Linked DNA regions of Mus musculus: regions 2, 3 and 4 are each linked to region 1. A link is a contact called in public Hi-C and HiChIP or PLAC-seq data. All regions are on one chromosome and are shown on one strand. The core of a region is the stretch at or near the end of the contact, and the rest is flanking DNA. Distances in the headings are between cores, read along the strand shown.

Region 1 (6,640 bases), core at 3,925-6,424:
ATCCTGCTGGGAGCTCATCTGGGACCTGAGAACCCCTGGCTCTCCAGCTGCAGGAACAATCCCAGAAACAAAAAATGGCTATCTCTTCTCACGCACTTTCGTTCTGTCCCAGACAAGCCTACATTTAGCAGTTTTATTGTTTTAAAATACTGTCTCCTGTGGTCTCTTAACCTCTATTTTCTCTGGCTTGCATCTGGCTCCCAACCAACATAGCTGTGAGTATTTCCACACTGGAGTCTGTGCTTGGAGAATCTTTTCAGTCTCTCTAAGCCTCGGGCCCTCTTTTCCTAGAGAACGAGTGGATGTTTCCAGTCGTGGGAACAGGACCCTCACGGTGGATCAACTTCTTTCTCTTTCTCATTGTCTCCATACCTTCCCTTTCCCCACTTTCCCTTTATCCCTCCCTCCCTCCTTCCCTTTCTCTCTATGTTTCTTCCTTCATCTCTGTGGAAACAGGGTATACCAGACTAATCTCAAGCTTGCTATGCAACCAAGGATGATCCTGAAGGATTCTCCTACCCTCACCCTTCCTGGGTGCTGGAATATAGATGTATACCACCATGCCCAGTTTATATGGTGCTGGGAACTGAACCCAGGACTTCATGCTTGCTAGCCAAGCACTCTGCCAACAGAGCTACATCCCCATTCGATCCTCAGGGTTAATATAATGAATTATAAGAAGAGGAGGAACGGGGTGTGATCACTCAAGCCTGTAATCCCAGCATATGGAAATTGAGGCAGGAGGTTGGCAGGTCTGAAGTAAACTTGGGCTACACAGCAAAATCCTGTCTCAGGAAAGAAAAGAGGCCACAACTTGGCTAAGCCAAGAAGAGTCTTAGTAGAAACCAAATCAGCCAAGACCTTGATCTTGGATTTTCTGGACCCTGTGAGAAGCAAGTCTCTGCTGCTAGAGTAACCCTGTCTGTTGAGTTCATCATGGCTGCCAAGCTGACCAAGATCCAGAGCCTTCCTCTTTTTATAGGGGATTAAAAGGCCACATCTACTCGACTTTCCTTTTTTCTATTGTCCAAAAGACCGACATGGAAGACTACTACTAAGAATAACCTCTTCCGGTTAAGGTGGGAAATGGCCACCCCTGCCATGCAATGCTCTCCATCCCCAGCTGGTGGCGCTGCTCTGAGAGGTTGTAAAACCTTTGGAACTTTTGTGTGTGGCTGGGGTTAGGTAGGGGTGGTGATGAGGTTAGGGGTGGGCTTGAAGGTGATATCCCAGGAGCGCTAGCTCCTCCCCTCCCTCCCTCCCTCTCTCCTTCCTGATCTACCTAAGATGTGAACAAGACCCACGACCCAAGTTCCCATGGCCACCCAGGAAATCCTCTCAGCCAGGCTCATCTCTGCCGTGATGGATTGTTCTCGCTGACTCTATGAGCTAAAATAAGTCTCCCCTTCCCTAAGTTGCTTCTGGCAGGTGTTTTGTCACCGTGATGAGAAACTTCACTAATATACCTGTATTTCAAGGCAACTTGTTTTCTCAGTTCCTTTGGGTAAGATAATGATGCTTTCTGAAGGTCCCTACTCTCGTGGCATGGGGGAGGGCGGGTTGGGGGGGGAGAGTCTACCTATCCCTATCTACAGCACCCTGAGTTCTAGTGGACAGGGAACTCTAATCCAAGAAGGAGTCGCTGAAACCGTGGTGCTGGGAAGAATATACAGGGTCTTGAATTTTGTTCTGAAAATCCATAGGTTGCGGATCGCCTCGGCCTTGGCTCCTCTCTGCTCCCTCATTTCTCTTCTGAATGGTGTGATGTCTGGTTCTTTGGCTCACTGTTTCTGCCTTCTCAATGTCAGCTAAACAGCCGTGGGCGTGGGCTTCACAGCTGGGGGTGGAGCCTTGCAGCTTGAGCAGCAGCCCCCACAGACAGTGAAGGACTTGGGCGACTATGTGTGCTGGGAGTGGAAGCGTCCGTCTGTGCCTCCAGGGTGTCCCCACTGGTCCCTGATGCCACCCAGTGCTCATGGAACACACAGTCTGATCCTGTAATTGAACACTCTGTTCTAGCTCCTGTTATGCTAGAAACTGAAACAGAAAAAAAAATTTTTTTAACACAGTAACCACATCAAAAAGCTGACTCTGCCTGACCTATCCTGAGCTCTGTTTATATGGAAGGGAACAGAGGCTGGGCTCCGTGTCCAAGGCTGGGAGTAGAGAAGGGGGTAATCTTCTGTGATAGCAAACAGGCCCCCCATTACCTACTCCAGCCATTGTCTTCCTCCTGGACACAGTAGTGATGCGTCCCCTCTGTGATAAAGTTTCCCCGGCAAATAACACCCATTCGCTAACCATGGAGAGGTGGTCCTTGTGTGCCGTGGGCGTTTTCTTAGGAGAGGTACCATTTTACCCACTTACCTGCTGGGGGGGGGGGTGTTCTGGAGCAGCCAGGACTTCCTTCTCTTTTGAAGTGAATTCTGCTGCTGCTGTCTGCATCGGTCTAGGTTCAGAGGCAAACACAGGGAGAAAAGTCTTGCCTAAGGACTAATCCTAATGGTGGAGGGAGATGGGATCTAAATAAAGGAGGAGACCCAGCCTGTCCCCAGAGCATTGCAGGAGAGCTGTATCCTGTATCTGTAAGTCCAAGCGAAAGGGTGGGGGTGGCATTGGGAGCAGAGTGGGGTGCAGAGCCTGAAAAAGGCACACAGACCCTCCTGGTGGGGTACCCACAGTAGCTTCACCTTCTGCATATCTCTCTCTGTGTGTGTGTGTGTGTGTGTGTATGTATGTGTGTGTGTGTGTGTGTGTGTGTGTTTCTAATGTGAAGGTTCACGTGTGTTTACATTTGAGTGACGGCCACAGGGCAACCTCAGCTGTCTACCCGCAGGTGCTGTCCACCTTGCTTTTTAAGAAAAGCTCTCTCATTGACCAAGTTGGTTAGACTGGCAGGTCAGACACCACCAGGAATCCACCTGTCTTTGCCTCCCTAGCACAGGGATTTCACATGAGCACCACCAGTCTGGCTTTCTGTGAGGCGGGTTCTCAGGGAGCGTATAAGACTCAGGAGCTCCAATGATTTATCCACTGAGCTCGCTTCCTAGCCCTCCTGTGACCTTCTAACTATTCTAGGGGCACCAAAAACAGGGGAATGGTGTCTGCAAGTGGCTTTTCCAGAAACAAGTTCCTCTCAGAGGGATAAAAAGAAAACTACCTTTCTGTGGTTGCATAGGCTGATTCCCCGCCCTACCCGCCATGCTCTCTCTTTTCCAGATGGATGGAGGCAGGCTGGATGAGAGCTTCGGGGATAAGGACTCCCCTTAACCACATGAGCATGGAAGACAGCCCACAAAGACAGGAGAGCACCCTCCCTTTCTTCATCCTATCCCGGGGATAAAGCGTCTAGATTTGTAAGGACACACTTGCCTGTTCAGAAGGTCTGCTCTTAGGATGAGCACAAATGCTATTTGGAACCTGAGCAGCAGCTAGCTCAGACTCTTGCAGTTACAAGTCTGGGCACTGGACCCAAATGGAGAAATCCACCAAGGTTTCAGACGTTGGTACCCACACGAACTCCAGCCCAAGGGCACAGACAGTGTCTCTGCTCCGATTGCTGGCTAAGAAGCAATTGCTGCAAAACTGACTCTCAGGCCCCCTCTGTGAGCAAGCCCTGTAACAACACCCTAAAGAACAGCTGTTTCTGATGGGATGGGCAGGGCCTGAGCTCTCAAGCGTGTAGTTCAGAGTCTGGGGCTTGGGGGTAGAGAGGCAGAATCTGGGTTTCTCAGAGATGGGAGGGGCGTGGCCACCTAAGGGGGAGAGATCTAGGCTGCTTATCCCCAAAGCCACTCCTCAGTCAAAAACTCAGTCGGATAACAAGCCCTAGGCCCGGACTAGGTTCAGACTGCCAGGGAGAAAGACAAAAGCAGGGTTTGAAGTGGACGAATGTAAAGCTGAAGACAGGCAGGCTAGGTTTTTCGTCTATTTCCACTAAATGCTCAAAGCTGTTCTTCCAAGGCAGGTGAGGAGAGAACAGTAGAGCGATGAGAGGTGTTCAGTGCCTGCGTCCATAGCGATGAGAAGAGGCTTGGGGACTGGAGAAGATGAGGCAGAGCTCTCGAAGTCAGTGAGATGCCTGAAGGGCAATGACCAGAACTGGAAGACCACAGGGGTGTGTCTCCGAAGACCTGGGCCCTGGAGGCATGAAGAGAAAAGCTGGCAAAGGTGACGGGCCTCAACCCTTCCTTTTCCAGCCGAAATACCAACCTTGCAAGACTGATTTTTTTTCCCAGCAGGCTCAGTGCCAGGGACTACACCGTCTTTTAGGAAACCCACGGAACTGTTTTAATTTCTTTTAAAATCAGGGGAAAAATTAAATGAACTTTTAAATGAAAGAAAATGTTTTAATATGTAGTAATATATTTGTTTTTACGCCAACACAGCCGCAAAATATTACTTTTAATATTTTTAATAGAGAAAAGAGCCCACGGAGGTAGAGGCGTCTGTTGCCTGTAAGTACAACTGTTAAAGGGGTCTTCCAGCTCCTGGCCTTCCCACACTAGAAGGTACATTCTGCTCCCTTCCCTGGGCCACGAGGGAGGACCCCTCTGGCTCTCTCCTTTGTGTCTCTGCTGCTAATGTGCCTTTAAAGGGGGAGCTCAGAAGAAGAAGAAGAAACAAAGAACGCACGAGTTTGGCACCAACTTCACTTTCTCAGCCTTCTGCAAGTCCCAGGCTTCCCCTTTATCTTGCTCTCCGCCCTGAGCGTTTCCAGACTTTTAAAGAGTCTGACCTGGGAAGGAAAAACTGGAATCAACCGGTTGACACCCCCCCCCCCCCCAACACACACACACACCCTTCCCAAACTGTTCTGCCTGGTCGAATCCAGAGGGGTACTGGGGGCTTCATCCTATGGGAGACTGGGATAAGGCCTTCTAGGGAGGAGTGAGGGTGGGCTGAAGCTAGAAGACCGGGCCAGAGAGAGCGGCTCGCTTGCAGCCCGCGCTACTGCCCTCCGGTGGGTCCCGGAGACGCCAGGCGTCCGCGGCCGCGCACACGGATTGGGTTTCTGCGGGGCTCGCTCCCGGGCCTGGCTCGGGGCCGCCGCCGCCCCCTCCCTGCGCGCAGGCTGCGCTCCAGTCGCGGCCACGGGGTAGCGCTCGGCCCCCCTCTCCGCGTCTCCGCCTCCGCCGCGCTCGTCTCCGGCTCCCGCTGCCCCCGCAGCTCCAGCTCGGCGCAGGCAGACTCTCAGGCTCGGCAGCAGAGCAGCTCTGAGGACGCTGAGCCCGGGCAGCCCAGAGCTCCAGGCTCTGCGAGGCAGCTGCTGCCGAGGTGGGCGAGCAGCAGGCGCGGCCGAGGCGCGGGAGCAGCCGTGGAGACTCGGGTCCCCGCGCCGGGCGAAAACGCCGGGGGGCCGAGGCGGCGCCGAAACCCCGGATCCCAAAGCTGCCGGCAGGGCTTTCCCGGTGCGGCTCGCGCCGAGCTCCATCCCGGGTGCGGCGGAGAGCAGGACCCGCCGGTCTCCTCCTCAGGATCGCCCGCAAGAGGCGCGGTGCCCAGGCGCTGGCTGGAACCTGGGCCGCCCAGCCGGGTACCCGAACCGGGCATCCATCCCTGCCCGCAGCTGGCGCAGACATGGGCGCACGGGGCTGCGCGCCGGGCCGTGGGACCCGCAAAGTTTGCTAGCCGGAGGTGCTCAGAGCCTAGGGCGAGCCCCGCACCGAAGCCCCAGGGGAGGTACCCCCGAAATCACTGAATTGGGCACGAGGACCGTGGAGCTGAGAAGGGTGGCTCGGCCCCGCTTAGATGCCTTCTGCAAAGTTAGAAGAGAAGAAAACTTCGGCTCCGGGGAGATTCGGACCGTTATGCTAACCGCGCCCCCCGAGCCCTGCGCCCCTTCTAAAAGACACCCGGCGCCCGCGCCTGCTACTGTGCTCCGCTTACATCAAGTCCCAGGGGCCCGGCGCCTGGAACCGCGGTGACTACGTCGGCCCGGGAGAACCCAACCAGGGGGCGGGGAGGGGCGGGAGGCGGGCAACGTGGCCACCAGGAGGAAGTTTCCTGAAGTTGTCCTCTGATTCGGGAGCTCATCCAGCGACCAGGCCGGATCGCAGGGGTCGCCCTGCCTATGAGACGTAGTCTGAGTCGGGGTGCTAAGGGATACAGGCACCCCGAATTTGAGAGGAGGCTTGGCCTCTTTCTGCTCTCCCCCTCGCTTTACGGAATAGCCAGCGCAGAAAGAGGGGAAAGCATTTGGGGTCGCCGGTGCGGCCCCTACGGGCATAGCGTCCAGGACTTGACCACACAGTCTCCCGGGACTCCAAAGGATTATAAAGCAACTCGCAAAGAGGGGGCACTTTAGAGGACCCCTCGGTCAGCATGTTCAGCAGCATGTGGAGGCTGCCGCTCTGGACTCTACTGGCCCTGCATCGGATCCACTCGGCCGGGGCCCAAGGTACGGTATGGGTGACTTTCTCCACGTGGAACTGGAGAAGGGGTTTGGGTGGGCAGAAGAGAGGTAACCCCCCTAAGACACCGCGTTTGGCCCAAGCTGGACCATCTCTTGTACGTCTCAATGCTCCCCGCTTCTTCGACTTTTGGAGCTCTGTTTGGGGTGGGGCAGTGTCTGATACTTCTGACCTTTCTGGACCGGAAAGGTGAGGTTACGGGGAGGTGGACCTTTGTGGATACTCTC
Region 2 (7,728 bases), core at 164-2,663, 230 kb after region 1:
TCTCAGCCAGGAACCAAAACATTGTGTCTCTTGGGCCACCCTGGCTGGGACAGGGCACCCCAGCAGGAGTCCCAAGCAGTAGTAGTCTTAGAAACTTGTGTAGCAGATAAGAATAATTCTGACAGGCATGAGCAAGAGGAGCAGCTGGCATCCCTGCTCTTTGGGAGACCCAGAACCCTGACAAAAATAGAGCCAACCTGATGGTGCCCCATGGCCTCTCTCATCACACAGCCCTTTGCCTCCAAGAGAGAGCATTCATTGGTTATGTAAACTAGCACAAACCCTCCGGCACCATACATGCCAAGAAGGAGCTGGTGGCTGAGAGAGGACTTGACACCAAGAGCCCCCAACAGACGCTAGTTATTAATTATGGCTCCTCTTCTAGAGGCAGACCCCAAGCAACACTTTGGGGCTAGCCCAGTGGCCCAGGGCACTGTGAGTTTGTAAGTGGGACATTTGGCCTCCTGTGACCTCAACTTCAGCTCTTCTCTACCCACTGCCAGCTTCTCTCTCCCTCTCCCTCTCCCTCTCCTTCTCCCTCTCTCCCCCTTCCCCTCCCCCTCCCTCTCCCTATCCTTCCCCCTCTCCCCCTCTCTCCCTCTCCCCCTCTCCCCCTCTCCCCCTCTCCCCCTCTCCCTCCCCCCCCCTCTCTCACACACACACACACTCCGTAATTGTCTCCAAAGATTTCCAAACATAAAAGTTAGAGAATGGATTACTGGGGTGCTGTGGGGGATGGGAAGTCAACAGCTATGCCATGCAGCCATCTGCCTCATAATGAAACACATGGCCAGTTACTTCTCCTTAACTAGTAGGGGAGTGGCACGCCAGGCCCATCTCAGCCATTTGGGCCCATCCATTTCTGTCTTGATGATCTCTAGCTGATGTCAGTTAAATGTCTGTCGAGGGATATGGAGGTGAAAGGAGGGTAGGTTCGTGAGGCAGGGGCTACAAGGAATTGGATAAAGTGGGTTAGAAAATGATACACTGTGGATTATGGGCACTTAGAGGCCCGAGGAGGCAGAATGGAGGGGAGAAACTGCAGACACCCCAGCTTCAGAGGCGGAGTGGAAGCCAGATTCTCAGCTGGTGTCTGCTGGAGGCCAAAGGGCCACCTCCACCACCTACCAACCTTGCCAGATTCATCCAACCTTAAACCAGTAAGCAGGACCTGTCCTGCTGAGCGATATGAACCAGGAAAAGGATCTGCCTTATCTCATTGCTGAGACTCTAACCAGTAAGAGAAAGATGAAGTCCAGTGGGAGAGCCTGAGATTTGCTCAATAGCAGGACTTCCTGACAGTAACGTGCATATAAGGTGACCATATAAGGACCCCTTCCCCCCAGGTTCCCTCCTCCCAAGGGCAGTGTGAGTAAAGACCAGGTGTTAGAGGCAACTAACAGCATGTGTTGACAGCCAGAGTAAGGGAGTTAGTTAAACAGGAAGACACCAGAGCCTGAGGGCTCTGCTCATCAGCGCACTGGTCAGACAGGTTTTGAGCCTGCTGAAAAGGACCAGCCACGTGAATGACCAACAAAAATGTTGCTTCTCTGGGAGTCCAGTGTGGAGAGTCATGGAAACAATGCTCCACTGGGGATAGCACCTCTTTTGGGCACTGGCTGCTCAACTTGTGGGTGGGAAAGAGGAAATACAGAGTGATCTCCCTCCTAATCCCTCACCTCTCTGCCCCCGCTTTACCCCAGCCCCTCCCAGAAATGGAATACAACGGCAACCCTGAGTCGGTGGGCTACAAGATCAAGTACGGCCGCTCTGACGGCCACGGCAAGACGCTGAGCCACACGGTACAAGACCGAGTGGAGCGAGAATACACTATTGAGGACCTGGAGGAGTGGACAGAGTACCGCGTCCAAGTTCAGGCCTTCAACGCCATCGGGAGCGGGCCGTGGAGCCAGGCAGTGGTGGGCAGGACCCGGGAGTCAGGTACCACAGCTCCTCTTCCTCTGGGACCATCCAAGAGCAGACCATGCTGTGGCCATTTCTACAGACAGCTTAGCAGCTAGCCTCTGTGCTCACCCCAGGGCAGAGCACCCTGCCAGATCTCTAGGTCCCGCAGTGCCGCCCCTCCCCGTGAAAATCCCCACTCTTGGGAAGTGTGCGGGATAACTGGCAGTACTGGCAAGCTGTCCAAGCCTACCCCAGCCACTGCCCCACACACTCAGCCTTAACCCCATCACCCAACCGAGGGATCTCAGAACATTCCAGAAACAAAACCTATCTCTCCTAAGGAGCCTAGAAAGGGGTCTTCCCTCCTACACTATGAGCCCTGATCCAAAGGGAAATCTCATGTGTCCAATTTGTAGTTCATTGTAACACTTTTTTAAGTGTCAGATGTCTCTTCTACCCTCCCTGAGCGCCCACCTTTGCCTTTCTTCGCTATGTGGGCTGGAAAGCAAGGTGGTCCAAAGTTATTCTGGAATCAGTGTAGGCTGAATTCCTGAGCTCAAGGCCAGTCAAGCTATGCAGTGGTATCCTGTCTCAAAACAGGTGAGGGTAGACAGCAAGATGGCTCAGCCAGTAATGACACCTGTCATACAAGCCTGATGACCTGACTTTGATCCCCAGAACACACATAAAGATGAAGGGGAATCAGCTTATCTGTGAGACTGTCCTCTGAGCTCCATGTACACACTGGGACATGCACATACACCCTTTACACATTCCATGGGTACACACAATAAAATAATAATAATAATAATAATAATAATAATAATAATAATAGCATATACACCCTATACACCTACCACACAATATAATAATAACAATAATAATAATAATAATAATAACAACATATACACCCTACACACCCACCTTGGGTACACACAATAAAGTAATAATAATAGCACATACACCCTATACACCCACCATGAGTACACACAATAAAATAATAATAATAATAATAATAATAATAGTATATACACCCTACACACCTACCATGGGTACACACAATAATAAAATTAATAATAATAATAATAATAGTAATAATAATAATAAAAGTTACTGTGAACAGGGAAAAATTTGGGGGCCGGGCTGAGGATATTATTATATTATATTATATTATATTATATTATATTATATTATATTATATATTAGTAGACTGCATGCCCTAAATTGCTTCCCCAGCATAAACTAGACATGATGATTGAAACTCTAATCCCATGATTTGGGAGGTAGAGGGTCAGAAGTTCAGGATCACTCCTAGCAACATAGTGAACTCAAAGCTAGCCTAGGCTACACGAGACCCCACCTCCCACCTAACATCCCCAGAAAAGAATTAGGGAGAAATAGCTGACCCCGGAAACCTCGTCTGCAACCTCCCCCAAACCACCATAGGATCGATTGCAGCTGTGATCTGCGTGTACTGTCTTTCTCCCACGGAGCTGGCAGCATGGAGCTGGCTCTTTGGTCCGCCCCCCCACATCCTCGCTCTTCTTCCCACCACTGTGGGGGGAAGGGCTGTCTCTGGATTCCCATTCTTCCTCATCACCCCTCTCTTCCACAGTCCCATCCTCTGGCCCCACCAACGTGTCGGCTCTGGCCACCACCTCTAGCAGCATGCTGGTCCGCTGGAGCGAGATCCCGGAGGCAGATCGAAATGGCCTCGTGCTGGGCTACAAGGTAGATGCTGGGACCCAAAGTGTGTATGGGGGGGGGGGCACACCATCTTCTCTAGGCCCTCCACCCAAGGTGTCCTGTCTTTGTCTTCCTTCCTCTGGATCACTCTGCCGCGCAGAGGCACAGGGTATCTTCCTAGCTTCCCATCCACCAATCACCACAGCAACCAGGAAATACCCCCTTAGGGATAGGAAGTTATCTAGGGACTGAGTGGCTGACAGGGTCTTTCAGACTGCTCCCCTCTTCCAGAAGGCTGATCTGGGAACCTCAAGTGTTACCCTCAGCCCTAAGGGACCCAGTCTGGTTTCTATTATCTTCTAGAATTCTTTTCCAAACTGTTCTGGACCATGTGACCATATGATCCTAGATAGCCATGTGGTCATGTGACCGTGTGGTCATGTGGCTATGTGGTCATGTGGCCTAGCCTTAGCTTGAAAGGTGAGACTCATAGGATAATGTCACATTTCTGTCACTATCCCTCTGCAGCCTTAAGTAAGCCACTTTCCCTTGTGGGCCTATGGGGACTTGTAACTATGCAGCTGAGTCTCCCCAAGTGTCTTAGACCTTCCAAGAACCCTTTGGGGCCAAGCCCGTCCAAAGGGCCCAGTGTTCCTGCCCCATTCCCCATCCTCTCCTGGAGGAGACTCCAGACCGAGGCCCTCCTCTGTGTTGGCAACGGCAGGTGAGGTACAAGGAGAAGGACTCGGACTCCCAGCCCCGGTTCTGGCTGGTAGAAGGCAACTCATCCCGCAGCGCCCAGCTCACAGGCCTGGGCAAGTATGTGCTCTACGAGGTCCAGGTTCTGGCCTTCACACGCATCGGCGACGGCAGCCCGAGCCACCCTCCCATCCTGGAGCGGACACTAGATGATGGTAAGCCTACATCCCTGTGAGCCTAGAGGGTCTGCCCCTCCTCCTGCCCCACCCCCACAGGGATCCCCAGTCTCAGGAGGCTACCAACTCACTGCAAGAAGATGCTATTCAAAGCCGATAAGGGAAAGTGGGGGAAAGGACCAGGTAAGGACAGTTGGATGTCTGACTCGTCCTCATGGTCTCTCCCTAGGACAAGTAGACAGTACAAAGACTTGGTGTTAGGTTTGAGGTTTTGGTTTGTTTGTTTGTTTGTTTGTTTTGGGGGGGGTGTCCTCTGCTTTGCGCAAAATCTATGAGAGTCTAATGCGTGGGCATGTGCCTCTTGGTCCTGTTTGTAAAGCCGTGACACCAGAAGAGCTCCATCCACTGCACAATCCCCCGGTCTCAAGCTGACAGAGATGTCTCTACACTCCATTCTCCCACACACAGGAAAATGGCCTAACCCACCACAAACACTTGCAAGGCCCAGACAAATGCGGAAGGAAGCAAGCCCCGGTATCATATGTCTGTATATTCTAACTATAAATCAAGCTAATGAGCTGTTAAATTAAATATGTTCTATCCTCCTGCCTTGACAAATATACCCACATAATGACCCAGAAGGCCAAGTTTGAGTTTACACATCTCATCTCCTTGACATTCTGGGCTGGAATGAAGTGTCACAGAAAGAGTGCCCCCTCCCCGCTGCCACTAGATCCCTCATGCTGTCCTCATGTCACCCCTCACACCTTCCTCTCATCCACACTAGTCAGGCTCCTGCCATCCAACCCCACCCCCCCAAACAGCTTCCCCTGGGCCATCCCTGGAGTGGATAAAAGATGGATCTGGGAAACAAGCCCACTCAGAGTCTGGGGCGCACCCTTGGTCCCTCCCTGAGCTTCTAAACACCTGGATTGCGGAGCCAGGTGTGGAGAGAGGATCCCTGCAGGCAGGATGAGCACTTTCCAACTCCGTCACAGGTCACAGCTAAGCAGGAGGCAGAAGACATCACAGCTGGGCCTTCCAAAGCGCAGACCAGGCTGGGATCTGGAAGGCCGTGGGTGAAGCCATCATTCCAGCACAGACTTAAAAACTTAGAACACATGTCTGCCCATTCTGAGAGCCCAGGCACAACACATGATGGGCAAGGAAGTTGGAGTTTTGGGGCCTTGCTAAATAACTAAGGCCTGTTTGAGGGGCACACGTATCCTATCTCACCTTCTAGGCCCTGTAAAATAACCCTGATTTTGAGGATAGATAGTTTTGTGGTCATTCCCTAAGATGTATACTACACATAAATTCCCTGAACTGATTAATTCCCGCCTCGATGCTCAGCTTGGCCTGAGCCAGAACAGAGAAAACAGCAGCCTCACCTTCTTCCTTCTGCCTCCTCCAGTCCCAGGCCCCCCCATGGGCATCCTGTTTCCAGAGGTGAGAACCACATCTGTGCGGCTCATCTGGCAGCCCCCAGCAGCTCCCAACGGCATCATTCTGGGTAAGTCTGCCCTTCCTGTGCCCTTCTTAGGGAAGAGGAGGTGGCACGGTGGGAGAAAAAAAAAAAAGAGTAGAGATGGGACCAGCCTGGAAGTGTCCACAGCCTCTGAAAAATAGCATCTGACATGTCAGCCATGGTGTTCACACTTGCAACCCCAGCATTTGCGAGGTAGAGGCAAGATGAATAGAAATGAAATAAATATTTTTTCAAAATCGCAATTAAATAAACTCATGAATATACACACCAAAGGTGGCTTGGTCTACCTGTGCCTCTGTCTTGGGCTAGTCCTGGAAGAATGGTACAGCTCAGAGGACAAAGTGACAGTAGACATCAAGTCCATTGGACAAGAAAGCACCGGGCTATTGCTTTAGAGCAGTGGACATCAAGCCCATTGGACAAGAAAGCACCGGGCTATTGCTTTAGAGCCACAACTTGCTAGCAGGTGACTTGGCCTCTCTCGTCCTCATGTAAACTGTTGTAGGGGGGTCTAAGACACTATACATTGAACCCCTTATCCCCACCAAAGTCCATATTCGTCAACCATAAGTGTGACCAGAAGAATGTCACACAGCCAAACAGGAGCCAGGGGGCCTGACTGCGTGTGTTGCTGCAACCACAGAGATGGGTCCTCTCACAGGACACTGGGGCTGCCGGATCTGACATTGCCCTTCGTCTTTCTTCCCACAGCCTACCAGATCACACACCGTCTCAACGCCACTACAGCCAACACCGCCACAGTGGAGGTCCTGGCCCCCAGCGCCCGCCAGTACATGGCCACAGGCCTCAAGCCGGAGTCTGTCTACCTATTCCGTATCACAGCCCAAACCCGCAAAGGCTGGGGAGAGGCTGCTGAGGCCTTGGTGGTGACTACAGAGAAGAGAGGTGACTGCCCGTGGGGCTGGGGAGGCCTGGGGAGCTGAAGAGGGTTTCTGGGGAGCTGAAGAGGGCTTCTGGAGCCCACACAGGGCCTTAGCACCCCTCCTGGTGGGCAACTGGGAGAAGCGGTGGGGAACGGCATTGCTTTAGTTTAGAAAAGAAAACAGACTCCAGGGTTGGAGTCAAGGTCACTAAGGGATCATGCCATGTCACAGAGCTGGACTGGAATGTCCCAGGATCCTACCCTGTTCCAGGTTTCTAAAGGACAGGTGGGGCTGAGGCATGGCTTAATTGAAAGAGTGCTTGCCTGACATACATGAAGCCATGGGTTCAAGTCCCAAAACAGCATAAACCAAATTTGGCAATGCATGCCTGTAATCCTAGCACTTGGGAGTCCAAGCAGGAAGATCGGGAGTTCGAGGTCAGCCTCAGACAGCCTAGGATATGAGGGATTCCGTCAGAATAAGAATAAATAATACTAAGGAGGTGGTTGGTGATCATCTCCAACCCCTGGTTCCCTTCACATCCCTACCCTTACCCCTTAGCCTGGGCTAGATCTGGGCTAGATCCTGCAGTCTGAGCTGTCACACCTCAGGACCCTGAGCAGGCACCTGGAGAGTGGGTTCCCTAGATGCAAGCCTGAACCCCCAGTTGGGTTAGAAAACGTCCCCAGTTTCTGTTAGAAAACGTCCCCAGTTGGGGTAGGTGGGGGAACAACACACAAGACAGTAAGACAGTGAATTTCCTCCAAGGGCTTCTTTGCTCTTAGGGAATATGGATACATCTGGGTTGCCTTAGCTAGAGGAAGATGCTCCAGGCACTGAACAGGTCTCAGGGGAGGGGCAGGGAGTGCTCCATAAAGCATCCTACACT
Region 3 (7,467 bases), core at 4,653-7,152, 160 kb before region 1:
TCAAACTGTGAGCCCAGAGAAACCCTCAAGTGTTTTTTCTCTGGTATTCTGTCACAACAATGATAGAAGTAATCCTTGCCACACACCTGCTTACCAGTTCCCTAGGCAACCCTCAGTTCCATTACACTGACACCAAAACTTAACAACACGGGTGCCATTTTAATGGTAAATACTCTAAAACTCAGAGTAACAAAGTGATTTTTGGGTCTTTGGCTCAGAATAGGGCATACACTGGGGACTAGTCTCTCAGATCAGAATTCTTCCTCTCTCTTTTATTTTTCCTCTGTGATAATTTCAACTGTCAATTTGCCACAGTCTAGAATCACTTGGGAAGAATGTCTCCACTGAGGAACTTTCTGGATCAGGTTGGCCTGTGGGCATGTCTGTGAAGGGTTATCTTGATTACTAGTTAATCCAGTCCACTGAGGGCAGCAGCATTCCCTAGGCTGGACCTTGCACTGTGTGAGAGAAAAACTAGCTGAGCCAGAAAAATGCCTATCTCCTCTCTTTGCTTTTGATGATGGATACAATGTAATCAGCTGTTACAAATTCCTACTACTGTGACTTCCCTGCTATAGTGGCCTTAACCTGGGATTGTTTTAACCTGAAATTGTAAGGGGAATAACCCCTAAGTTGGCTTTGGTCAGGATATTTGTCACTACAACAGAAATGATGCTAGAACATTCCCAGATTCCCAGAGCAGCAAGAAGGAAGACAGCTCCCCCACCAGGCTGTCCTCCCTCCCTCTCTCCCTCCCTCCCTCCCTCCTGCTCTCTTTCCCCATCCTTCTTCCTATAGGTGGGAACAACTTCCACTTTTCTCATTTCTTATAGCCATTTCTTCCCAGCCCAGCCTTCCTCAACACCTGCTTTTCAAGCTGTCACCAGCCCACAGAGGTGCCCCTCAATGAGCAGCAGTAGGCTGTGCAAGGTGGGGGAGGGGAACTGAGAAGAGTGGGTTGGTTTCAGGGGCAAAGCAGAGGGCAAGAGGGAAGGGCAAGGCTGTCTCCCCAGCCCCCCTGCCAGCCTCTGCCTACCTGCCGAGCCCAGCACCATGGAACCAAAGCACATTAAGGGTAGGCAGGCAGGTGCTCAATGCTTCTAATGTCTCTAATGTGTTCCATTACAACCGTTCCACAATAAGGTAATTATGCGAGGAAATAATAAACGTGTCCGTCTTTCTGGAAATATTTTTACTTCCAGCAAGAGGGAAGCAGCGCCATTGTTTTTTGAGAGCATCTCTGCTCCCGTACATATTAATTAACTGTGCTCCGGCTCCAGCACCTCCCGGCATTTGTATTATTCATAAATGTCTCGGGGATGCAGTAACTTATGTACTCCCCTCCTTGGCTTGAAATCGTTTTTTAATTTCAAGTTCTTTTTTGAGTAATTGCACTTGTGGTTTGTGCCATCTGTGCCAGGGGCCCCACTCCCTAAACTGTACCCCCACACTTCCCCCCCTTCCTTTTCATTTTGCTGCTGGGAGGGGCTCTGACCTACAGGGCCTTTTTTCATGTCCCAGAGGAGATGAAGGCTCGGGCTCCAGGTGGGATGGGAGGATCATCTTTAAGAACATCATTCTTCTTAGGGCTGATTTCTAACTTTGCTTTTGTATCCCCCCCTCTGCTCTCCCATGGCGACTCCATCTCTACCTTTCTTTCTCCACCTTGCATTTTTCTTTAAATGAATAGACTATGATTTTAAGCAGTTTGAGGGAAAAATTGACTGGAAAGTACAGAGAGTTCCCAGGCACCTCCTCACTCCCACCCCCGTCACTCCTGCTGTGAGCATCTTACATTAGTGTGGTATGGGGCAAGGAACCAGGGCGATGTGTTACCATTAGACAAAGCCCACAGTCTGCGCCAGGGTTGCTGTTGGGATTATGCACGCGGTGTCTCTGGGTAGATGTCTGATGTCCCGTATCTGCCACCTAGAAGCATTTAACAGCCCTAAACCCCCGCTTTGCTCCACCCATTCATCCTTCTCTGCTTCAATGCCCTGAACTTCTGGCAAGCAATGCTCTCTGTAGCTTTGCCTTCTCTAGAATGTTCTATCATAGGAATTAGACTATGTACCCTGCTCCGATCCCCTTACATGTTTCTGGAGTCTTAGTTCTTCAGTCGATGGAGTCTGTCCCATGGCTAGGATGTGAACTCCTCAGAGACAGGGACCATGATGATGAACGGACCTTTCTTGGCTCTGTTTGGAAATGGTTAACTGTGTACCGAGGCAAGTGCGGGGAGAGGCCCCACTCCTCTCTAGTTGGTTTGACCAGATGGTCTGTAAGATCTGAGACTCTGAGAACAAACCAGCTGACCCCAAGGCTCTCATCAGGTCTCTCTCTCTGTGCAGAAATTACTAGGTGCAAGAGAGTAGTGGCAAGGTTGGTTGACTTTCCAGTGTCCCCTCTCTTCTCAATGAGCCTTGGGTTTGAGGTGGATGGACAGTGAGTGACATGGAGTCCTTCCAGAGAGACAGGTTGGGGCACCATTGGCCTGTAGGGAAGTCAGAGGGCTGGACACTACAGATTGGCCTTCTCATGTGAGGCCCCCCATGGAGTTGTGTGATTCTCTGCTCTGCATGGGTGAGCCAGGACCGTGCAGCCCCACCTCATCCACAGCCTGGCCGCTGCCTGTTGCATGAAGTCTGGAAAGTGTGAGATCTCTCACTGAGCCAGAACTCTGCGTCAGGATCTGCTTAGACATCAAAGAGAAAGCCAGAAGTGGCTTTTCCTCCATTCTTAGCTGAAATTATAGCCAAAGAAGTGTCCGTGAGAGAATCTAAGAGACAGACCCACGGACATAGAGCAGGCTTCCTGACTTCCCCCTCCTGGAAGCCCCTTCTGGCACATAACCTCTCTCCAGCATGTGAAAAGTGCTATTTCTGACGAGTGCTGGTCTTTCACTCTCTCTAGTCTTATTGTGTTGTTCCTTTGGGGGGAGAAACAGTGGCTGCATTGCAGTTGACAAAGTAGCAGGGGAAGACGAGCCGAGACACTCAGATTCTATGGGAGCAGAGAAATCTTCTATGCCACTCGTATCTATGACAGACTCTGAAAGCCAGAGTCCAGGTTGGAGCCTTCTCTAGCTACTCCAATCCTTTGTTGCTCCCCTTGTGTCAATACAGTTGGTTACAGTTCAGATTCAGAGCCTGGGAAAGGATTCTACCCCCATCCGCTCAGGGTAGGGATTCTAAGGGGCTAGCAGTCTATAGGGTTCAAAGCCCACACACAGTGGCCACTTCTCCAAGGCTCCTGTTTACAGTTAGCAGCTTTAGTTGTGCATAAGTAGTTGTGTTTTGAATCTGACAAATGGGGGTGGAAGCAAAAGCTTTGAGTGGGGAATCTCTAGGTCAGTGTCCCCAGAAGTTTCTATAGCGAGGTACACAGGCCAGGGCTAATGCAGCTCTTCTCTACCAGGGCCACACAATGGTGGCGTCTTTCTCCTAGGGTGGGATGTCTGGGTGAAGCGAATGAAAGCTAGGATATCAAATGGGAAGAATCCATGGGGGACAGCCAGCCTCTGGCCGCAACAGTGCAGCTGAGAGGAAAGACAGGCAGCCCCAGCCCTGCTGTGCACAACTCTAGCTGTGCTGGTGAAGCAGGCTCCAGCTGGAGCCCTCCTCCCTGGGCCCCCAGCCAGTCTGGCTAGTGTCTCTACAAGCTGGTCTGGGAGGGTATGGGTGAAGGCTTGAGAATAGAAGGGAATCTGCAGTAGCCCTCCCTCCAAGCCCTGACTGGCTACCCCAGCTCACTGGCAAGGTGAGGTCAGAGGTGTTTCCTCACTCGGATCCTGTGGGCCTCTAGGTCCAATCTGGATGCTTTCTTCTTCTGGCTGCGAGCAAAACCTCATTCACAATCCAAGGGGAGTGATCAACAGACTTGACTGAGGTTGGACGTAGTAGACTGTTGCCTGAATCTACAGGGTCTTGCCTCCCAGCTATGAAGCTACATGCTCTTGGGTGCAAACATCACATAGCTACATACAAACTTTGTGGGTGTCAAGCCATTTGGACACTAAAGCTTCAGTACTTATGTCTGTAAAGTGGAAGTTGTGGGGCAGTGGGTATGGGGGAAAAAGGGAGTGAGAAAACCCACATCCCACCAAAGTTCCAGTGTTTTGGATGGGCAGACAAGGAAGAACTGCCACACACTTTCCACCTGGCCCCCGTGTGGGTGTCTGGCTGTGGGAAGCGACTTGACCCAGCTTGGCAGGGGGTGGACAAGGGGCAGTCCTAGAACAGGTTCTCAGTCTCCAGCATTCCACACTGGATACCGAGGAGGAGCAGAGAAGAAATGGGGGCCCGGGCGGCTCAGTCAGCTCTGGGGCGGAAGGGCAGAGAGGGTAGGGGGAGAGGGAGCGCTGTGTGGTCCCCTGTGGGCGAGAGTCTTTGGTCCAGTCTGTGGCTGGAGTGCAGGAAGGCCTTCCAGTGGGAGGTTAGACACGGTTCTTTAGGGGAAAGCCTATCCCATCGTTCAAGCATGGCAGGCCTTGATGAGCAGAGACAGTCTACGGTTTTAGAGCAGGGAGAAAGAGATAAGGTAGAAAGAGAGAGGCTGGTCATGGCCACGTGGGGGCGGGGGGGGGGGCGCGGGAAGAAGGAGGGCTAGAGATGAGAGTAAGAAAGGTGAAAGAGAGAGTGAGGAGGGGCCAAGCAGTCCCTTTTATAATGGGCTGGGCTATCAGGTAACCGTGGGGAAAAGCATATCTGGTTATCGGCAGGTAACTGTGAGGGTGGAGTCTAGCCAGAATGCCAGGAGCTTGGGACATTGTCTGCGTGACTGATAGTCACAGAATTATGGAGTTGGGGGCTCTGTGGTGTCAGGCACCTGACTCTGGGAACGTAGCTCGCTTTTCTGTCCCTTGTAGAGTTCTCTACTGGATCCCCAGAGCAAGCCTCATTCAACCAAAATAGGCTGCCTATCACAGTCCCACAGGAAGTGTGAGCCCACCAGAGAGAAGGCATGTGCCAGAGAAAGAGTGGAAGGACACTGTCCCAAACCAAAAATCATCTGGCACTACCAGAAGCTTACAGGGACGGGAAAGAGCTTCCTGAGGCTGGTGGAGAGACCCATCCCCACACAAGTCGCTCTGCATCAGAGAAGTGATTCCTAGGGTTGCGTTTTGGAGTCATTGAGGATGGTGTCTGGTGTGGCCCTTGCTGTTCTGTGACAGTTGAGCCACATTCCACAAAAAAAGGAGGCTCCTGACATTTCCTCTTTCTTTCTATCAAAAGAGAGCAATGTAAATAATCCAAAGGGAATTTCAAGTCATTAAAATACACACTCAAAAGGAAGAGGCCATCGGGCGTGGTGGCGCACGCCTTTGATCCCAGCACTCGGGAGGCAGAGGCAGGTGGATTTCTGAGTTCGAGGCCAGCCTGGTCAGAACTCAGAGTGAGTTCCAGGACAGCCAGGGTGATACAGAGAAACCCTGTCTCGGAAAAAAAAAAAAAAAAAAAAAAAAAAAAGGAAGAGGCCAAAACACAATCTGGTGTGTGACCCAAGGTCAGCATTACCAGCTGATTTGTGGGGTGGCCATCTACACCGTGCCCGATCCTTAAAGCATCTCCCAGCTGCCTAGGGTGTGTCCATGACTCGTGAGCAATAAACAACTCCTTCCATGAAGCCAGAAGTCATCAGGTCAGGAACAGCTGCAGCCGATCTGAGGCTCTCTCTGTCAGATTGTTCCTGGAAATGAAAAAAAAATCACGTCAGAGTCAAGAGTTGTAGAGAACTGCTGACTTCCCATCTGGCCCTCAGGGACAATTACTGGTTTGAGAAACCCGTGCTTAGAGCGTATGAAGCAAGCTATTCGACATGCAGTTTCCAGGAGAATAGTAAACAGACATTGTAAGTTAGAAGAGGCAAAATTCCTGTCTTTACTCACGGACTGGTAGTAATGAGGGCCAACAAGCTGCCAGAGAGCCTCATAAAATTCCATCGGGGAACGATAGGGCGGGATCTGTTGAATGGTCACAGGCTGTATTCATTTGATTTTCTGGTGCCCTGATAAAACACTGATCCAAAGGAACTTGGTCCAGGAAACTGTTTATTTGACTTAAAGGTTACAGTCCCTCTTCAAGGGAAGCCAGGACAGGAACTCAGTGCAGGATCCTGGAGGCAGGAACTGAAGAAGGACCCTGGAGATCGCATAATGGTTTGCTTCCCGTGACTCACTCAGCATCCTTTCTCAGGACCACCTCCCTGGGGTGGCACCGCCCACAGCAGGCTGGACCCTCCCACATCAATCAAGAAAATATCCCAGCCGATAGGTTCTTTCCTAGGTAGCTCTAGTTTGTGTCATGTCGGCAAAACCCCATGTGCACTCTGATCCCCAGAGGTCAGGAGAGGGATTACAAACACCACCCACCCGTAGGGTAAGTTCTAGACAGTGGCTGGACCTGTTGGGTGGAAGGATCAAACCAACCATAGGTGACCCTACAGGACAGTTTCCAGGGTATGTGACTGCCTGTCTTCACTTCTTCCTTTTCAACCCTGGGAAGCCACAGAGACTAGGAGAAAATGGATAAGGTCTATCCAGCCACTTCAGGAGTACAGGGGACTGCAGGGGCAGGGGCAAGCAGACTCAGTGCCACCTTCATTCCCAACTATCTCCATGGCTTTCCTCTTGACAGCCCTTCTATTCCTTGTTTTTGGGGAATGCCAGGCAAGCCCCTGACCAACTGAGCCAACACCCCAGCCCAACTTTTTCTCTTTCTAATATACTTCTATACAACAGCTTGGGAAACTCACACACAGTGGCCGGGAGCCCCATTCTTAGAGTTGGACACACTTGGGCTGACAGCCCCACTCTGTGGGGGTCTCTGAACAAGTTACTCACCCTTTTTGCATTACAGTTCTCTCTAGAGCAGTGGTTCTCAACCCGTGGGGCACGGCCCCTTCAGGGACGAGCAACCCTCTCACGGGGGTCACCCAAGGCCATTGAAAAACACCGGTATTTAGATTGCAATTCATAACAGTAGCAAGATTGCAGTTATGAAGCAGCAACAAAATTTTCTGTTTGCGGGGGGGGGGGGGCGGTTTCCCCACAACATGAAGAACTGCATTAAAGGGTCGCAGGATTGGAAAGCTGAGAATCACTGCTTTAGCGTGAAACGGGCATAATGCCATCTTCTTAGAAGTGCTAAGAGAGATCACGGAGAGATGGCCCAGCACGTAAGGCATCTTGCTGCCAAGTTGCTGAGTTTGACCCCTGGGATCCAGATGGTAGAAGGAGAGAGGTGAATCTAATAAGCTGCCCTTGACCTCCACAGGCACATACACCACGTGGCATGCACGCAGCCCACCCACATATAAATAAATAAATAAACTACTGCACTTTTAACAAGGAGAGCTGAGAAAAGCCATTGAGAACATAGGTTGAACATCCTAATCTGAAAATTCCAAACCCCAAATCCTCTGAAACAGAAGGTTCCTGAGTTCTCAGAGGATGTCACAAATAAAAAT
Region 4 (7,589 bases), core at 3,992-6,491, 190 kb before region 1:
GCCTCAGCCTTCCAAACTCTGGCACATGCTTGAGCCACCACACCACACCACACCACACATTCATTCATTCATTTAAAGAAGGGGGGGGGTCTTCCTGGATTCAATTCCCAGCATCCAAATAGTCATTTAAAGCCACCCATAACAGGAACCGGATGCCTTCTTCTGAGTTCTTCATGCACTAGGTACTCATGTGATGTGATGCAAAGACATAGATAAAGATAGACAAAGCACTCATGCACATAAACTAAAATAAATCTTTAAAACAAGAAGGTAACCTCACTGCTGCCCAGACTGGTCTTGGATTTATAGGAGGCTCAAGTGATCCTTCTCTGCCTCAGCCTCCTGAGCAGCTGGGATGATAGAGGCATGGCATCACCCTCAGTTCATAGTGGACTCCTGAGTTCTTGAATGACAGAGACCTGTGAAGCAGCAATAGGATGAACTCACAGGTTCTAACATAACCTTTTAAAAAAGCAAGTGTGGGAGCTTGGCATGGAGCTCCATGGGTAGAATGCTTGCCTCAAATGCACCAAGCCCCGGGTTTAATTCCTCACACTGCATACAGAGGGCTGATGGGTCACATCTTTAATCTCAGGATTCAGATGGTAGAGGCAGGGGGAGCAGACGTTTCAGGACATCCTTGGTTACATAGTGAGTTGGGGGCTAGCCTTGGCTATATGAGACCCTGACTCAGAAAAAAAAAAAAACCTCAAAAGTCCTCCTATCCATTCCTTTGGTCCTGGGGATGTCCTGGTCTCTGCCACCTGCCTTCTGCTCCTCACTCCTCTCTTCCCCTGCCGCCTCCCATTTGTGCTGGAAGCTGGAAGGGAACCCAGTTCCCCAGCTGCCTCCTGGCTGCTGTGCTCCAGAGCACAGTATTTAAATCCTGTTAAATAACCTGTTTTCATGGGCAATCACAGCCAGGTTAGTAAATTCCCTGCACGCTCACTCCTTAGACAAAACCCACGTCCTGGGTCCCCAGAAAATTGGCCATTGTCCTGTAATGGTGGAATTGAATTGAGCAAATGGTTGTACTTAAGAAAGAAAAGAAAAGTTGTTCCCATTCAGGCAGAAACAAAAGTCCAAACCTTCTGCTCTGGAAATTTCCAGTTCACAGCCCATTTCTCCGCAGGTATAAAGGAGAAAATAAACACCCTTGCAAGGCAAGTGATTAATTCCAGCCAGCATTTCGGGGTCTCCTACTGACAGCTGGCTCTGCGGGTTTTCTTTAATTGGTCACCATGGCCAGAGTTGGGTGGGGTGGAGCCTCAGCTCTGGGATTTCAAAACTGCAACTTGGTGACTTTCTGTGTGATTGATACTGATGAGTGCTTCTTTTCCAGACCTTGGTAGAAGATCCTTGGGATGGGGGTGGGAATTGCTTGTACTTTCTGTAGCTGGGTGTCTATGGTTCTAATCATCCATTAGTAGCAGCAACACTAATACCATACCTTTATTAGACGCCTCTGTGTGCACTGCTCTATTTCAAAGGATTATGGAAGGAGGTTGGAGATCCACAGCTGCGTGGATACTGCTGAATTCAGTAGCTTCGTTGCTCAGATATCTAGACAGCCAGCGCACGCATGACATGCTCTGCATAAACCACGGGGCTTTGTTACACCCAGCTAGGTCACCTAAATGGCATCTTCTTCCCCCATTAGCCCTGAAACACTCATGTCAAGTGAATCAGTCACCTACCGCTACATAACAAACAGCCCCAAACTTAGTGGCTTAAAGCAGCCATTTATCAACTGTGACACTGTGGGCTCAGCTGATCTGGAACATTCTACCAAGACAAGCTGAGTTCATTTATACAGTTGCTGGGTGGTTGAGACACTGGGCACTGGAGGCTGGCCTGTCCTTTGTTGGCAGAATGACCAGGTAGCATGTGACTTGTCCTAGGGAGTCGTGAACAAATATCTGTTCACCTCAGATAGGAAATCAATGACAGACTGAAGGAATGATTCATACTCACATCCAGCTTGGTGAGCCTGTGGGGTTTTGGGGGTTCCTTAGTGGAACATGGGGACCCAAACATGACTGCATCACCCCACCCACCCAGTGTGAATGACCATTCGTGAAAGCTGCTTCCCTGGACTTCCCTGTGGACTTTCAGGCTGCTCAGCTGAATGGAGAGTCACCTCAGCAATTGTTTGCTGTTCCTATAACCTCCTATGAGAAGGGGCCTTGTCAGTTTTGTGACTTTATGAATTTCTAGAACCTCCGGAGCCTCTCTCCTCCCTCCGGGGGCAAACATGCCAATTTGGAGGCAATAGGTGGGTAACATTGGAGCTTTCTGGGATAGGGTCTGGTCATCCATGGGCTAACTCAAATTTGTCCCCAGGTCCTGTCAGAGTTCGGCTGTAAGAATGGAAGCTTCTTAACTGCAGGATAATTGACATGCATTTACAACATGGAATATTCAGCTGTTTAAGATATATAAAATTCTTAGGTAAAAGGATGAAGGTGGAAGCATCGCCCTTTCTGACCCAAAAGACAAACACTGTATATTTTCTCTTATATGTAGATTTCACTTTTAAGCTTTAGATTCCGGTGTTTTGCTTAGAATATCTATGGAGGCAAGGTATTTCATAAGGGACTGGAGAGGAGGAAGGGATCTTTTAAAGAAAGGGAAATAGACCACAGTGTTATAAAGGGATAAAGGGGAAATTAAAACAGGAAGATTAAACGGGGAGGGGGTGGGGGAGAATACAGGCAGAGACAACTAACACTAAAGGCCTTTTGAAGAGCCATGTGGAAACTTACCACCATAAAAGCTTCTTAAAATACATACACATATGAAAAGAATTTAAATGGAGTTCCCATATAATAGGAGAGACAATGTCTCCTATTATAGACATCAAATACCACCAAGAAAAAACCCCAGTGCCAGGAATGGGTCTTATCTTGTTGAGTTATTGGCCAAAGGGGATCCATAGACCACCCTCCCAAACATTGCAGGCTATAGTCAGTGGTGTTGGTGATCCTCCATGACCCTATAGCTGAGGACATCACATATGTCATCAAATGTGGAAGAATTACATTGGTGCTCAACTAGAGGGTTCGTCTGTACGGACTAGCCACCGTAGTGCTGGAAGAGGAGAAAAGTACTTGTCAATCAATCAATCAATCAATCAGGGTTACCAGCTTTGAGCCCTGTGACCTACAACAGTGGCATGAATGTTATGGAAGCAACACACCGCTGTTTGATTGGATAACAAGGTGCAGGGCATGAGCTGAAACTGACACCAGACATGGTTAATGAGGCCAAGAATCTGAGATCAGGTAGACCATGGGCCCTAGAAAAAAACTACCACAATTTTTCTTTAGAACATAGGGATAAAAATGGCTACCAATGGCATATTGCTATCTTCATAGATCAGTGTACTGCTCAAGCCTCATCAGAGAGACTTCTTTTTGTAGTAATTGGTAATTAGCAGAGAGACACACAAAGCCAGACAATACACAAACAGCAAGAGACTTTGGAGCACTCGGCCCCAAATAGGTGTTTTTAAGCAAACTCCTCCCTGAGCCTGGGTCTATGAGGAAGAGAAGACAGAAGTAAGAGCCTGAGGTGACCTCAAGGAAACAGTGTATTCAGACACTGTAAGGTGACCTCACAAAGACTGTGACAGTATGCACAAGACCTTCCTATTATAACCAGACAAAATCCCAGCACGGAGAAGAAGTAGACACAAAATCCTACCCCTTACTAAGGAGCTATTTGTAATTGATACCTGATAGGAGAGGGAAAATCCGTTTTCTCTAACAGAGTGGCACTGGGTATATCAATCAAACCACACTCCTGGGCAGGCCTTATGCTCAGGAGCAAGTTAGCCAACACAGAATGGAATTTATAGTTTTGTGTGTGCGCCTTTTGTTGTTGTTATGGTTTGGTGGTTTTCTATATTTTGTGTTGACTTGGGGTGGTCTTTTTTTTTTTTTCTTATTGGGGGAAAGAGTGTTCATGAAGTTGAGTGGGTAGGGAGGTGTGGAGGACCTGGGAGGACGTTGGGGGTGGGGACAGACTATGACCAAACTATACTGTGTGAAAACATTATCAAAGGGAATGGAAACTCCCAGATCTTCTTTAGAATGGACATATGCCATTGGCCATAGCAAGATAAAGGGCGGTTCTGACTCAGGAGCAGCTTCACGGGTTCAATGGCCCCTCCCCAGCATCCATGACCATCCAAAACCCCTAGAATGTGACTTGACTTGGAAACAGGGTCTTTGAAGGAGGAATGTGAATCTGCAGTTAGTGGTCCTAGACTTCAGATAAGATTGAACTATAACAGCTTCCCTTACAGGAAGGGAAGTCAGAGATTGGAGATGCAAAGTGGGGGCTTGAAGTAATAACAGCCACAGCCAAGGAGCGACAAAGATGGCAGCTGCCTTCTGAAGCTGGAGAGAGGCATGGGATAGGGTCACCACTGGAGCCTCATGACCCCAATGACAGCTTGACTTTGGACTTGGCTTACCTGAGTGTCTGGGTCTGCAGCAGTTATGAGACACCCAGACAGGGGGACACAGACTCCACTTCTTTGGATCAGGGGGAGGGGCCAGGAAGGTGGACTGGAGGAGAGCTGCTTTTTTTCTCAGCTCCCAATCCACTATTGGCATTTACCTTCAAATCAAAGAGCAGCCATCGGATGCCAGACACCAGCCTGCCACAGCCCGCTGGTTCTATTTCGGCACAGGCTCCTGAGAGAGCTTGCACGAGGTGTCGTCGCTCTCACAGCTGCCTCCCTTGCAACAGCCTTTCCTCACCACATATTCCTCACCGCATCCGGCTGGACTTAGGCCATGTCAGCTCTGTCTGAGCAAAGCCCAGGAAGGCAGGGTGGCTAAGAGACAGTGCTGGGTGTCGCCTGAGCTCCTAGGGGCATCTTTCTCACCTCCAGTTCAAGTGGCCTGGGCTAACCTGGACTCCTGCTCTCTCCAAAGATCCAAGCCTGTCTCCAGTACATAGGAGGGGACTCTGAATTGCCAGGAAGACAGTTTGGAGAGACTTTGGGGGCTTGCTCTTTTGGGAGACTACAGCATGGAATCACCAACCCATGTCCTCAGAATCCCCACCAGACAACAGCATCCCTGACACAAAGGTGCCTGTATCCGCTTCTTAAGAGCTGTCAGCGCTGAGGAGGCACCGTCAACAACACTGCCAAGTCCCTGGGACTCTAGGCAGAGCAGAGCACAGCTCACAGGAAGGCTGTGTGGGAGAACTTTCCCACCAATCGGGGAACTGCATTAAGTCAACAGCACTGGCCTCGGGGAACTCCTGGCTCATGGGATCCTGCCGCAGCAGCCTCCTCAGTAGCTGAGATCATGGGTAAGGCACCATGCACCCCTGAGCACAGCTTGCCAAGGCACCAAGGGAAATGGTGAAGTGGGAGATGGAAACAAGAAGTGGGGGCTCTAGGGGAAGGAGGTGAAGAACAGACCGAAGAGCGTCCTCCAGCTTGTGTTGGTTTGGAACCCCAGAACATGATCTTTTGAGGGAATGAAGCCTCCATCCTTGTGCTTGGTGAATGTGCAGGCATGCTAGAGTAAAGGGGTGCCAGAACCCAATAGCTAGTACCACAGCCCTCCTAAGAAGAAAAGAAACCGGGTATGCAGCTCCAGAGAGAGCCCACACATAGCAGAAGCAAAAACAGATGTGACACAGAGAGGCAGGGAGGACCCCTGTTCCAGAACCTTCAGAGGGCTGTGGCCCTGACTGCACCATCACTCCAGCCTGGAGCCTCCAGGGCTCTGAGAGAATCACACCCAGTTACTAGAAGTTTCTAGGCTGTGGTATCTTGTTACAGTGACCAACGGAGACTCAGATGAAGTTATACAGCAGGTGGAGTGAGTAGAAGATGTGGCAGACTGTCTGCCCTGACTACTCTCCTTCCTCTCTTTCTCCCCTGCCCCGCCCCCTTTCCTGCTTGTCTTTGAACTCACTATGTAGACCAGGCTGTCCTTGAACTCAGGGAGATCCACCGGCCTCTGTCTCAAATTCTAGGACTAAAGGTGTGTGGTGTGTACTACCACACTCAGGTTGATGCAATGTTTTCATGAGGAACTTCAAACCACGTTCTTTTCTTTCTTTCAAGAACCTTCAGTGACTTTTCACTGCTCTTAGAATAAGACACAAAGTATCCCAGTGTCTCACAAGAGCCTGCTTGCTGGGTTCCAACCCCATCTAGACCTATCTCTGTCCTGGCTGGTGAGGCTGCCACCCACAACACCTTTTCTGCTGCCCCAACAACTTTCTTTCAACTGTTTCTGTACCCATCTTCAGATGGTTAGATATGGAGCCACTATAGAAGACACAGCAATGTCTGCTCTAGGAAATGAAAGAAGTATATCTAGAACACCTTGCATGTGGACGTTTACAGTGTCATTGCTTGGAGTAGCCCTAAAACAGGCATACAACAAATCTCTACCAGGTGGATATGGAACACATGGTCTGTCCCTCCTACCCAGTAGAAGGGAATATTATTTAGCTAGGAAAAGGAATAAAGTTCTGACGTTTTTTGAAACATGAGCCAAACAGGTTAAGTGAAGGGATGCCCAAACAAAAGACTACCTGAGAGCCTGCCATTCTGTTGTTGTTCTGTCTAGAACCTGAGACTCCACTGTGGCGAGCTGATGAGTAATGGCTTCAGATTGGAAAGGGGCAAGGGTGTAGGAGGTATGGAGTCTCTTTCTCCGCTGGTGTAAATGCCCTATACCGACAATGTTAATAATGTATTGTGATGGCTATTCCTGGTTGTCAACTTGACTACATCTGGAATGAGATACAATCCAGAAATGGAGGGCTCACCTGTGATCTGGATCTTGAGGCTGAAAGACTCAGGCTTCTGACCTAGATCTTGACAGGGAGGTCTTGAGGGACAGTGGCCATGAAAAGCTTAGGCCCAGGCAAGGTAATACATGCCTTTAATCCCAGGAGACTGAGGCAAGGAGACCTCTGAGTTCAGAGGTCAGCCTTGGACAAAGCAAGTTCCAAATCCATGCATGGTGGTACTCACCTTCAATCTGGGCCACAGAAGCTCCAACCTCTGTTAGTGAATTGGTAAGGATGATAAGGTTCCAGAAACAGCTCTAATGTCACACAAAAGGACATGGAAGAATGCTCGTACTAGCCAACACACCTGTGGAACCTACTTCTCCAGGATTCCAGCTTACACAGAAGACCAGCTGAGACAACTAGCCTCATGGGACTGAGCAACTATTAGCTTCTTGGATTTCCCATTCGCAGCTGCCCAGTGTTGGGTTGATCGAACTACAGATTGTAAGTCATTGCAATAAATTCCTTCAATATAGAGAGACATTCCATAAATTCTGTAAAGGAGGGGAGGCAGAGAGGGGGCTACAAAGCCTACTGAAGGCAAACGGTGGGCGACCCCTCGAATAGGCAGCAAGAAGGGGGAAGAACAGCTATTGGCTGGAGGCAGTGTAAGCAATGGATGAAGAGACCAACAAAATGGGAACTGTCCAGCTAGGGGGATCTTACTCTCACTAAAAAACATCAAGCCAGGCTGGGGAGATGCCTTAGTGGATAAAGTGCTTGCCATGCAAACTTGGGGACCAGAGTTTGGA

What was found. A called contact is a pair of places that touch in the nucleus more often than the background predicts. HiChIP or PLAC-seq counts read pairs in DNA pulled down with a chosen protein or histone mark.
Region 2: a contact with region 1 is called in an H3K27ac HiChIP or PLAC-seq map of trophoblast stem cells, with 3 times the contacts expected there. The contact joins the enhancer-like site here to the promoter of Sdk2 in region 1. A contact is called at or near these places in 7 of 115 datasets of contacts at active chromatin or transcription factors (embryonic basal ganglia, embryonic forebrain, embryonic hindbrain and 4 more).
Region 3: a Hi-C map of uterus shows a contact between it and region 1, with 3 times the contacts expected there. The contact joins the enhancer-like site here to the promoter of Sdk2 in region 1. A contact is called at or near these places in 5 of 484 Hi-C or Micro-C datasets (cranial neural crest, embryonic fibroblasts, nephron progenitors and 1 more), 6 of 115 datasets of contacts at active chromatin or transcription factors (craniofacial prominence, embryonic forebrain, embryonic stem cells and 2 more) and 1 of 9 other capture datasets (pancreatic islet).
Region 4: a Hi-C map of cerebral cortex shows a contact between it and region 1, with 2.1 times the contacts expected there. The contact joins the enhancer-like site here to the promoter of Sdk2 in region 1. A contact is called at or near these places in 3 of 484 Hi-C or Micro-C datasets (cerebral cortex, cortical neurons and embryonic stem cells), 6 of 115 datasets of contacts at active chromatin or transcription factors (embryonic forebrain, embryonic hindbrain, embryonic limb bud and 3 more) and 2 of 9 other capture datasets (adipose tissue and embryonic stem cells).

The regions. Positions count from the first base shown.
Region 1 is chr11:114,065,563-114,072,202 of GRCm38.p6, reverse strand. It overlaps Sdk2 (sidekick cell adhesion molecule 2), which reads left to right and starts at 5,174. Exons shown (of 45, transcript NM_172800.3): 1 at 5,174-6,400. The coding sequence starts at 6,325.
Region 2 is chr11:113,829,031-113,836,758 of GRCm38.p6, reverse strand. It overlaps Sdk2 (sidekick cell adhesion molecule 2), which reads left to right. Exons shown (of 45, transcript NM_172800.3): 25 at 1,704-1,941; 26 at 3,521-3,636; 27 at 4,316-4,505; 28 at 5,881-5,979; 29 at 6,667-6,861. Among named protein-coding and RNA genes, the nearest start is that of Gm51930, 29 kb to the right of the region's middle. Within about 2 kb of position 1,413, at least 20 of the 459 cell types and tissues checked have an H3K27ac peak or open chromatin away from gene starts, as enhancers often do. A contact at or near this core is called in trophoblast stem cells, where this site is marked.
Region 3 is chr11:114,228,181-114,235,647 of GRCm38.p6, reverse strand. The region is part of intron 1 of Gm11690 (a long non-coding RNA gene); the gene reads left to right. Among named protein-coding and RNA genes, the nearest start is that of Gm11690, 6.6 kb to the left of the region's middle. Within about 2 kb of position 5,902, at least 20 of the 459 cell types and tissues checked have an H3K27ac peak or open chromatin away from gene starts, as enhancers often do. A contact at or near this core is called in uterus, where this site is marked.
Region 4 is chr11:114,255,588-114,263,176 of GRCm38.p6, reverse strand. No RefSeq gene overlaps it. Among named protein-coding and RNA genes, the nearest start is that of Gm11691, 7.5 kb to the right of the region's middle. Within about 2 kb of position 5,241, at least 4 of the 459 cell types and tissues checked have an H3K27ac peak or open chromatin away from gene starts, as enhancers often do. A contact at or near this core is called in cerebral cortex, where this site is marked.